Regions from separate parts of the Sus scrofa genome. Here region 1 is linked to region 2. The links are chromatin contacts, called in public HiChIP or PLAC-seq maps. All regions are on one chromosome and are shown on one strand. Each heading gives the region's core, a stretch centred on a gene start, on an enhancer-like site or on the middle of the called end of the contact. The rest is flanking DNA. Distances are from core to core; before and after follow the strand shown.

The links. HiChIP or PLAC-seq counts read pairs in DNA pulled down with a chosen protein or histone mark.
Region 1: an H3K27ac HiChIP or PLAC-seq map of skeletal muscle shows a contact between it and region 2, with 2.6 times the contacts expected there. The contact joins two enhancer-like sites. A contact is called at or near these places in 2 of 2 datasets of contacts at active chromatin or transcription factors (alveolar macrophages and skeletal muscle).

What each region holds. Positions count from the first base shown.
Region 1 is chr3:52,851,962-52,857,606 of Sscrofa11.1, reverse strand. The region is part of intron 2 of RFX8 (DNA-binding protein RFX8); the gene reads right to left. Among named protein-coding and RNA genes, the nearest start is that of RFX8, 14 kb to the right of the region's middle. Within about 2 kb of position 1,501, at least 15 of the 83 cell types and tissues checked have an H3K27ac peak or open chromatin away from gene starts, as enhancers often do. A contact at or near this core is called in alveolar macrophages and skeletal muscle, where this site is marked.
Region 2 is chr3:52,557,982-52,563,932 of Sscrofa11.1, reverse strand. All of the region lies in intron 3 of MAP4K4 (mitogen-activated protein kinase kinase kinase kinase 4), which reads left to right. Among named protein-coding and RNA genes, the nearest start is that of MAP4K4, 89 kb to the left of the region's middle. Within about 2 kb of position 1,577, at least 25 of the 83 cell types and tissues checked have an H3K27ac peak or open chromatin away from gene starts, as enhancers often do. A contact at or near this core is called in alveolar macrophages and skeletal muscle, where this site is marked.

The DNA of each region.
Region 1 (5,645 bases), core at 252-2,751, 290 kb before region 2:
TAGTGATGACGCCAGAGACCGGAGAGCAAAGTGAACTTTGGTAACATTGGGCCCCCTGGGCACTTGTGCCATCAGGCATGCAGCTAAAGTTTGTTTTTAAAACTCCAAAAAGCCCTCAATGCAAATCACCTACCATGAGGTAGAGAGGAGGATGAGGACATGCAAGGGGGTTTCTCGTGGCAAGACCACCCCTTCCCTGAGAAGGGGATGCAGGGCGAGGTGGTCCAGTCACCTCAGGCCCCACAGAAAGGGGTTCACAGCTTGCTGGAAGGACTTACTGGGAGGACCCTGCAGTCAGTGTCTGGCACAGGACTCCGGGGAGTGGAGGGGGACAAGTGATGGCTGGCCAGGGGCACTGGCAGGCAGGCAAGGGAGCACGGCAGCTGGCTCTAGCGCATCCGCAGTCTGTTCAGGCCACGTACGGCTGATAGTTTTGGTGGCCAGAAGCTGGCCACGTGTGATGAAGGGCTGACATGTGGGAGAGCCTGGACTCTGCCCAGCAAGGCCCTGGGATGGGCAGCCAGGCTTCGGTGATTCATTTGCCAAGGCCAGGGATGCATGCTAGAATATTCCCTGTGGTGGATCTGCAGAAGCCACCAAAGGCACCAGGGGACAAGGGTCTGCCTGGGTCCCCAAAGCATGAAGCTGTGCAGTGGAAACTTTCCAGCCACTTTTACCTCCTACTCCTGGGGAGTGGGGGCAACCAATACCCAGTGGGGTGGTGGGAGAAGGGTGAGGGACAAAGAACGGGCCCCTGCGCCTGGTTCTCGGCTGGCAAGAAACCTTGCTTTAGACCTAGCTCAGAGTCTGGATGTCCTATCAGGCTGGACATGCTAAGCATCAGACATACTGTCTAGCAAACAAGAATAACCACAGGGCTTTGCATCACTCCAGGATTTCTAGAGAGTCAGGCTGCTGCTCAGATGCTCAGTCAAGAGGGAGGAAGAACCACCCAGTAAGCAGGACTGAAGGGACGTGGGAAACAAACAGAGAGGCCACTGTGATCGCTCCTCCACTCCTGCTTCCCACGTGTGTGCCTGGGCAGGGGGCCTGCCAATGAACCACACGTGTCGCTGCATCTCGGACAGTGGGGCCACAGCCGGCATTCATTTTCTTCTTTGATACACTTTTCTCCACTTCCCACATTTTCTATAAAGGGAATGTGTTATTTTATCATCAGAAACACATTGGGAAATGTTACTTTAAAAAAAGGAAGTCAGCATTTTAGAAATTCCCTCATCCATGGAAGCTACCTCCTGCCGGGGGAGGGCGATGACCGTCGCATGCCCAGGACTGCCAAGCAGAGCAAGAAACACCCCAACATCTGCACAGGAACTCAGTGTGGAATCTGGAATCTACCCCATTCCCAGGGGAGGAGGCAGGAAATGAGAAGTGGGTATTTTGTTGTTTCTCCTGTAAACACGCTTTGGGATCACATCCTTTTCCCCTTCCTGTCTCTTCTCCATTTAGTCACGGATTGAGCAGCACAGGGTCCCTTCCCAACGCCAGCGCTGCTGAAACGGCTCATTCTTTGAGCAAATTCCCCGTGAGGACTGAAAGCCAGTACCTCAGTGTCTTGGGGCGGGGGGGAATGGATTCCCAGGGAAGAAGGAACATCAAAAACGCTAAACAAATGCCCATTGTCACACACTGGAGGCTCTTTTTAACTCTTTCTTCGAACCCTCTGCCCCAGGACTGCCCCGGAAAGGAAACCACTTATGAGAAAAATCTAAGAGAGGTTTTGAAAAAGAGCCTTTGATTTCTTTACAAAGGAAGCAGGGAGAGCCAAAACATGTCAAATTAAAGGCACCCCCTTCCATGGGATAAGGCTGCCAGATAAGGAAGGCGCTGCAGGGCCAGGCTACCCAGGATGAGCAGAGCCTGGGAGGGAGTGTCCCAGGATACGGAGTGACGACAGGGGGAAATGTGGGCTGAATGATAAGACAGCCGAGGAATTCCTGGCTGCTTGGAAAACCTCACCCACAGACACCCAGCGAGCTCCAGAGCCTAAGGCCTGGCACGTGGCTTTCCTGCTCCTGATTTACTGCATGAGGATAAGAGACATGCTTTCCAACAGGCGAGCCTCTGCAGGCTGAGAAGGCGGGGGACTGGAAGAGTCTAGAAGATACTGCAGGTCAGCGCTAAGAAGCTGGAACAGAGGAAGTAGGGAACAGTCTCTCTTGGGTCCCAGCTGGACCGAGGATGACAACAATCTGACGACAAGGACAGTAGTTTGTACTGACATAGGGTGTTTCACAGTTTACCAAGCTGTTTTGGGAGGGCTAGCCTAATTTTAAATCCTGCGGAAGAAAAAAAAATACTTGAGGGTGACACATGCACCCGTACATTCATTGCAGTCCCATTCGCAATAGCCAAGACATGGAAACAACCTAAATGTCCATTGACAGATGAAGAGGTGGTGTATGTACACAATGGAATACTACTCAGCCATAAAAAAGAACAAAATAATGCCATTTGCAGCAACATGAATGTATACATCTATGTGTGACTGGGTCACATTGCTGTACAGTAGAAAATTGTCAGAGCATTATAAACTAACTATAATGGAAAAAATAAAAATCGTTAATAAAAATAAATATTTGCTTTTGCTTGACCACAAGCTTAAAATGAAACCAGCAGAGAGGGACATGGAAGGATAATAGTCAAAAGTAGCCCCCCAAATTACAAAATGAAAACAAGAGCCCCATCCTCTGAGCCCTCCTGAGATTCTGGGTTGGACCCTTGGGGACCCCACCTTTTAAAAGAAACACCAATAAATTGGAGTCTTGAGACCAGTGGGCAGGAAGGTGACCAATGGGGAGCCTGCATTCAGCAGAAGAGGGAAGCAGAGAGGTAATTGTTTTGAATATTTGAGCAGCTGTCATGTTGGAAGATTCTGCTACATATTTTATGGTTATCAAAAGTACAGAGTTTCTACTAAGGATCGTGTTTCAGGGGAGAGGATTTTGGCTAGAGGAATGGGCCTCACAATGCCAGTGTTTTGGGAACATATTTGTGAGGTAGGCTGGGACCTGGGACCTGGGACCCTTTGCTGTAGTAGCTGCAGTGCTTTGCACCTGGACTAACATCTCCTTCAGCAACAAAATGCAAAGAAACCATAAGAGACTAAAAGTAACTATGTAGCAGTTGGGGCCAATTATGGGCAAGAAGATACAAAAAAACCTAAAACCCCAACTGCCACTTCTGAAGAGCCAGAGCAAAAGCAGGGTGTCCCAGCAAAAAGCAGGTACTACGCATGCCCCCTGCACCACCAAAGGGGTGGGCAGATCACCTAAGCCAACCCTCTGGCCTGACCCCTGGGCCCACCTCAAATGAAGAACCAGCCTCAAATGAAGAGCCAGCTACTCACTCCCCAACCAGGGAGCAAGCAAGGGAAACTGTTACTTGTTTTCTCTCCCCGCTGCTGCATTAGGGGTCCCAATAAAGCCTTGCCTGAATTCTCTTGTCTGGCCTCTTATCAATTTCCGCGAAGAAAGCCAGGAGTCCCAGACGGTAACTTCGATCCACAGAACTGCTGGCAGGAGGGCAACACAGAACCACCACTTCAGAAAACGACTTGGCCTCATCCCCAGACATCACAGTCACACACACCCCTGTCAGTCTACAAGTTCAGCCCTGGACACGCATGCCCAAGAGCACTTCCACGTGCAGGCCAGACAGACACACACGGATGTTCACAACAGCAAAATCTGGAAACGGCCCGGGGCTCATCAGTGGGAGATGAGCGTGCCATATATGACACAAGTCAAGTGGATGTAGGTGAATCTGTTGCAGGAAGGGGGACCCCTTCCAGGGTCCGAGCATGGGGTCTTGGTCTAACACTTGGAAATGAACTGTTGGAGGAGACACACATGCTGTCAAAGCAAGAGGCTTTATTGGGAAGGGGGCCTGGGTGGAGAGCAGCACGGAGAGGGAACCAGGGGAAGTGCTCTGCCCTGTGGCTCGCAGTCTCAGCTTTTACATGAATGGGGTTCGTTTCTGGGTTGTCTGTGGCCAATCGTCTTGCTTGGCCCATATTTGGTCTGGTCCCGGGTCCTTCCTGGTGGCGCGCGCATCTCTCAGCCAAGATGGATTCCAGCGCCAAGGATCCTGGGAAGTTGGTGGGCTCTTCCCTCCTATGGGCCCCGCCCACACCCTCCCGGTTAGTCTTTAGGGCAGCCTCATGCTCCTAATTGGGGTCTCCTGCTGTGAGTCAGCTCATGCAAGCAGCTGCTGTCCTGCCTGGCCAAGGTGGGCAGTTTGGGTTACCAGTTCCCTAACAAACCTAATGTCATGGTAAGTGGAAAGGGTCCCCAAAGATGACAAATGACATGATACTCCTTTTCAAAAAGTCAAGCCGCAAAAATAAAAAATATGCTTTTTCAAAGAAACACATTATATAAAATAAATCGGAGAAAACCAAGTATGATATGATCTCGCTTAAGAGTGGAATCTAAATAATCACCACCACAACAAAACAAAACCTCCAAACTCACTGGTACAGGGGACAGACTGCTGGCTGCCAGAGGTTGGGGAATGGGGAGGGGGGGGCAAAGTGGGTGAAGGTGGTCAAAAGCAAAAAAAAAAAAAAAAAAAAAAAAAAGACATACAAAAGCACTAAGATGCAAAATAATGATGAAGGGGCTGGTAGTTCCCCCCATTGGGAAAGGCAGGTTGTGGGATGCAGGAAAACTGGCCCTGTGGTTCACATGGGGTGGGGGATTCATGGATGTTTATCATGCTAAGAACAGAAGAGCCAGAGGGAATTGGGCCGTGTGGATTGATGGTGAAAGCATCTCACGCATCAATTCCATTCTGCCCACAGAGGACCACTGAGAAAGAGGGAGGGAGCGGCGAGGGAGGGAGGGAGAGACTGAACTGGCATCTCTGTGGCTCCTTGTCCCCAGATCATTTCAGTCGCAGCCAGGTAGCCCCTGAAGAAGTCTGACCGGCAGGGTGTGAGGGCGGCCTTCCATCCACCTGTGCCCCGCTTGCCAAGCACACATCCTGGGGAGGGACGGTGTCTGCCTCTCCCAGCTCTGAGCCCAGTGGCTGCCTCTGCCCTGAGAGGGCATTTTTTTTTTTTTTTTGTCATAAAAAACTTCCAGCTGGAGGTGCTTCCAAAGGGCTCTTGCACTGGTTGTGGAGTTAGACCAGTGACCCCCAAGGTGTCCTGGAGGTCAAGGATAGCTGTGAGGGAATAACAGGTGGAAGAGGTCTAACTCTTTTAATTTTTTTTTTTTTGTCTTTTTTTGGCATTTCTTAGGCCGCTCCCGTGGCATATGGAGGTTCCCAGGCTAGGGGTCGAATCAGAGCTGTAGCCACTGTGCCAGAGCCACAGCAACTCGGGATACAAGTCGCATCTGCAACCTACACCACCACTCATGGCAATGCCGGATCCTTAACCCACTGAGCAAGGCCAGGGATTGAACCTGCAACCTCATGGTTCCTAATCAGATTCGTTAACCACTGCGCCACGACGGGAACTCCAGGTCTAACTCTTAATTAAGGAGGCTGGATTTGCTGCCCAAGCATTGCAACTGGCTGTGGGACCCCAGACCTTAATCCCACCTGGTTTGTTCCTTGACGTCTAACGCTTCCAGCCAGCTCACGACTGTAACACAAGACAAAGCATTAAAGATGCC
Region 2 (5,951 bases), core at 328-2,827:
TGAAGTGACCGATAGCTTTTAAGGGCTTGTGCCAGGCAAGCTCCTGAGTACGTCACAGGAGCTGCTGGAGCTCACAGCCGAGTTGGGGACAGATGCCACCCCCATCACACCTGGACAGGAGACCACAGGCTGAGACTTCCAGCCACGCTTTGCCACTGTGAGCTCACCCCTCTTCCTTCTGAACACCACTGTCCTTTTCCTAAACATCACAGGAAGATGACTTAGGGTTAAGGCCCAACTGCTCCACAAATAGGTACCTCTGCTGGTGGTGATGACAGTGAGACACGTTTCTGTTTTGGATGAATTTATTCTCATTTAAGATGAGGCGTTTCCAACATCTGTCCGTTCTCCTGTTGTGTTCTTGGCTATTTGATAAGTAAATAGGTGGAGGAGGTTGAGGCTGGTTTGGCTGTGTCCTGCAGACGCTTTATGTTTTTCTCACGGCCACACTTGGTGACCAGGGAGATGGGGGCATTGCCCAGAGCTCCGTCGTTCACTGCCAGAACAGCACCCCCACCTTTTTTTCCTTATGCTGCATGTCCTCTGGTTCTCCTGGGAGCATGGCTGCATGTCCTATGCTTGGGATCCAACGTAGCACAGGTAACTGGTCCACAGTGCCCGCTACGTTCCAGGTTTTCAAGTCTGATGCATTGAGCAGGATGTTCTGTGTTTGATGGGCGCTTGGAGAAAACATCTCATAGGTACACAGTATTGGTTTCAGTGTCCAAGAAAATGATAGTAATGTATCATTGCAACAGAGGACTCTTGGGATGCGATCGTGTTTTACAGCTTTCTCATTTTTTTTGGAAATAAAAATATTAAAAATAACCATAGATGTGCTATGTTAATCATAAATAAGTAGCAGTGAGACCTGCTCTTCACTCTTGAATTTCATCCCTCTAGGAAAGAAAATAAAGGAGTCTTTTAAAATTACTAGTGGTTAGAAAGAGGGGGTACTCGTTTCTGGCTTTTGTTTTTAGAATTGTCACTGAACTGATTAAAATGATGTATCCTTTTTTCTCCTTTTTCCTATGAACCTATCATTGAGGCCCATAAATATTTTTCAAGGTGAATTTATAGTTTACGAGCCTTAGCGAAAGTTGGCCCTGTTCTTTAATAGTCACGTCCTGGCTTTTGCTCCAAGACAGTATTTATATCCTTTGGGAGATGAGGCCTTAGAGTTAAATTTAGTAAAGCTTGGATTTCCTCATCTGTAAAATGGAATAGTAGTTCCTACCTCTTGGGCTTTCGTTAGAATCAAAGTTATGTAATAGATGTGAAGCGTCTAGCATCTAGTTTTTACAAGGCAAAGGAGGGCTTCTTTGTTCCTTTTCTTCATAACCCATGACTTTTGCTGAAGGCTTTTAACACCCCCCCAACAACCCCCCCCCCCTCCACCGCCACCAGTTGTTGTGCTCAGGTTCTCTCAGGGCCCTCTCTGTCGTGTCCTTCTTCTGCAAGCTCCTGCCTCCGGTGGCTTCTTTGTCCCCTGCTTGTGGTCACACTGTCCAGTCCTTGGCAACCGCTTTCATCCTGCTCTCTGAGCTATGTCCTGTTGATTCACAGGCGACTCGAGAGCAGTTTCTGCATGGTCATTGCATGCTTGTGTCGTTCTCTGCCAGATTACACAGAGTGGGGAACTAACTCTTAGACTCTCATCGCCTCTCTAGGCTTGTGACAGAGCCCTGCACATGGGTGCTGCTTCTAAAGAATGTCCTGGCAGTTTTAAAGAAGAATTTCCAACATGTTTTGAGCCTTGGCTAAACAAATGTGTATGGATTGCCTTTTATAGTAATGGAGACAGCCTTATTTTAATATGTATGTATTTTTTCCTTTTGCTTTGTGGATTAGAAAAGAAAGAAACGAGAAAAGCTATCGTTTATTCTCAATGGAAATGAGAAATAGTCCTAATGGTTTTGGGCAGATGCAGTTCGAGTTTGTTGGGACTGGAAATGGTGAATGCCTACCACGGTTTCCAGGCCTTTGTTTTTGTTTCTTTAAATGCTGTTCACGGAGTTGCACTAATTCATTCGTTTAAACAGTTACTAAACACTTAGTCTTTTTAATGCTGACCGTTCTCAGATCTAGGGTGGAATAGAAAGATTAATTATGCTCTAGAAGGAGCTATTCTTGATCTCTGGTGAGGAGGGCTCTTCGTAATTGTGGACGAGCGTGCTCCAGGCAGATTCACTTCATGAATTGAGGACATTTTTCTAGTAAAACAAATAGTCGAATTAACAACAACAACAAACCCCAGGAATTTTTGTATAACCTACATCCTAAATTGCTATTTTAAAAAATATGGACATTATTTTTTAACAATTTCATCCTTTCTCCCCACCAGCTTTTTTTTTTTTTTTTTTAATTTTGGGGTTATAAATGCAAATTTTTTTTTTTAATCTTGGTGTTTCCCTTCTTGCTTCCATTCCTGGCAAACATGTTGCAAAGAGTGGGTCTTCAAGAGCATCCTCAGGTTTAGCGGCTCCCTAGGAGGCCTCCCAGGACCTGGCATGTAACTGCCCTTGGCCGCGATGTAGGCACTTCTCCTTTGATGGATGAGAGGCGCTGAGGTGATGCTCCAGGGAAAACAGACCTTCAATTCTTAATTCTTAATGTTTTGGGCTCTATTAAATATTTCTTTCCTGATTTAATTTTATTGCCTAACTGCAGGAGTTGTTTGAAAAGGTCAGTTGTGTAACTCCCCAGATTAGAAATGAGGAACTTGGAGAACTCACAGGCTCCTTGGCGTCCAGTTTCCCTGCTGTTAGGGGTCTGCAGCAAAGACTTTTCATGAAGCGCCCACCCATGGAGAATCTCGCTGTCGCACCGCTGTTGACTGCCATCCTGTCCTGGGGGCCAGCCAGCTTCCTGCTCACCCTTCGCCCTGGGAGCAGGTCCTCCCTCCTCCCTTCTGGAGGGTGGAGGCTTGGGGCGCAGTGTGCGTGGTTGGAAATGCACATACAGTTTTACCCTCTTTGGGGTTCTGTGTGTTTCTGTTGGTGCTTAAGTCCACCCTCCTGCACAGTCGGGTGATTTGGTCCCGGGGTTTGTGACTGTGCCATCTCCAGCAGCTGCTGCTTCGTGCTGGAGGGAGGTGCTGGCTGCCAGGCTGTCTCCAGGCTGCCTGTGACATCACGTCTGATCGATGGGCACAGCTGTGGGGTGTCCATGTGTGCTTGGCAGCACCCACAGCAGACACATCTGCTCTGAGAATGTGCTTATCTCCTGCAACTCTGTGGAAGTGATTTGGTGTATAATGGAATCATGCCAAGGGTGCTTACTTGATAGAGAAGAGACAGCTTATTCAGGAGCCCAAGATGGTTTTCTGTGCAGACTTGAAGATTTCGGTGAATTTCAAGGGTCATTGTCTTACCGTTTACCTGTTAATTGCTTAGCCCAGTGCTGTTGGATGTGTGCTAATTTTCTTCATCCTAAGGTCATTTTGGTAAGACAGCAGAAACATCAGTGAAGACTCTGGGCACTCAGTGATCTCAAAAGGTTTGCCGTGTCTGAGATGTGTTTCTCTGCAGCTCCTGTACAGTTTTAGAGATAATCTTTAGAGAAGATTCCACCACAGGTTTCTTTCTTTATATAGCTATTTAATGGCTATGTATCCATTTAGTTGTATTTATGTCATATGTCATAAATTTACACATACTATTTTATATACATATATTTAAAATTATGTAATTGTGAGGAAGTCTTTTCCCTGGATTGACATTTGTTTTTATAATATTTGAAAAAATTCATAATGCCATTTAAAAACACGTAAGTCTTCATAATTGGTTACTTATTTTATCTTTAAGATTTTGTGATCCACCCCCTCAATTAAGGATGTCACTGTTTTAAGTAAAATAAACCACTAAGGGGATCTTAGATCTGAGTAGAGAGCTCTAAGTTAGCCCTTTATTTATTATGGACTCTTAACTCTGAGGCATTTCTTTTTCTTCCCTTTGATTTTAAGGTTTTCCTTTTCAATATTGTAAGCCTTAGAGACCCTTAAAATTTAATCTCCGTCTTTCCCCCAGCCTGTTTCTGTGCTTGGTTAGATAAACCAATCAATCTAATGGATCCTGCAGACAGGCCAGCTGTAGCTGCAGGCTTAGCGCTGTGCCGACGAGCTAGCTAGCGGATGGCCACACATGTGAGCCTGCCGACTTGCAGTGAGCCCGGCAGGAAAAGAAGCCCTTTTCTGACCTCTCCTGCAGAGTTGTCCCATTGTGTTGTGACTTAGTGTGGGCTCTGAGGATGTGGAAGTGGCCTGGTGTCCTGTGAGTGCTCTCGCTGGGTGCTGTGTAGGGCCCTGGCCTGTGATGCGAACTGTTCAGGCCCAGTGCTCTCTCTACACCTGCACAGCTCCCTCCCTCCGCGTGGGGGCAGCTGCACCCTTTCCTGTCACCAGGCCTCCTCTCTGAGTCCTGCCTGCTCTCTGTCCACAAGTGGGCCCCCTACCCGCTGAGTGAACACCCGTGTTCCATGTGTGAACTCATGTGGGGATGTGCTTCTGGCTAAAAGGCCATCAGGAAATGTGACAGCACCTCTCAGCCCTGGTGTTTTGGGTCCCAGCAGATGGTAAGCCTGGTGGTCTGTGCTGCAGGTGGGAGGTGGCAGGTCCACCCCACGGTGTCCTTCTTCGTGTTCCCGTGTTTGGGTTGACAAGTGACCTTTCAGGGTCTTCACTGGAGACATTGATTTGAACATGGACCCAACGGGTTTGTATTTTGCTGGAGACGCCATCAAGGAGTGACTTGGCACGTGTGTGGGTGATGCTGGCCCTGGATTACTTGTCTTCTCCTTCCCTCCTGGGCCCCCCCCCCCCCCCCCCCCCCCGCCCCCTGCCTTCCCCCTTCCACTCTGGAAATCCAGCCCCATTACCTGAGGGTAGCGCAGGGTCGCCTGTGCCCAGGGCCACCCAGACTCTCCCTATGTGCCCCGCTCCACAGACACTGGGCATCTCGGGTGCTGGGGCCTGGGAAGGAGGGCTATGCTCTGTAGGAAGTGGCCCTGGTTGACGGTTGCATCTTCGATGGCTCAGGCTGCCCTTCCAGGTCCCTGTCTGAGACTGCAGCCTGCAGCTTACTCTCTGCAGTGTGTGGGTGTATGTCTGTGTCTGTGTGAGTATACAAGGAGGGAAAGTGGATCAAGGAGCATGATCTCGAGGTATGAGCTATTTTTAGACTGACATGACTTCCTGCAGTTTTGTGCCCCGTGTGCGTTGTACCCTGCCCTGAAGTTCTTAGAAAGTAATGATTAGCAGACAGCTTGCTGATCATTTATCTTTCCAGTGAATTAAAAAGAAGATTCTATACCTTTCCTTTGCTTCCTTTGCTGCTGTCCTGCTGGTCAGGGTGACTGGGGGGACTTGCTGAGGCAAAACATGTGAGGTTAAGTTAGGATATTGGACTTAGTGCTTCAAAATTTGTGAAAACTATTTTTGTTTACCTGTTTAAATCAGATGACCATAACTCTGTGTTATTGCCTTCCACTTTTAAAATTAAAGATTTGTTTTCTGGAAAACACTTTTTATACCTGTATGCAATAAAATTCACATTTTATTTTGTTTTTTAATTTTTTGTCTTTTGTGTTTTTAGGAGCACACCTGAGGTATATGTAGGTTCCCAGGCTAGGAGTCTAATTGAAGCTGTAGCCTCCAGCCTACACCACAGCCACAGCCACAGCCATGCCAGATCCAAGCCACGTCTGCAACCTATACCATAGTGCACAGCAATGTTGGATCCTTAACCCACTGAATGAGGCCAGGGATTGAACTCACAACCTCATGGTTCCTCGTCAGATTCGTTTCTGCTGCGCCATGATGGGAACTCCAAAATTCACACTTTAAACACTAACTTCTATGTCTTTTGAAATAACATTAAGGAGAAAAATTATTTTCTTTTTCTTTCCTTTTTTGCTTTTTAGGGCCGTACCCTGCAACATGTGGAAGTTCCAGG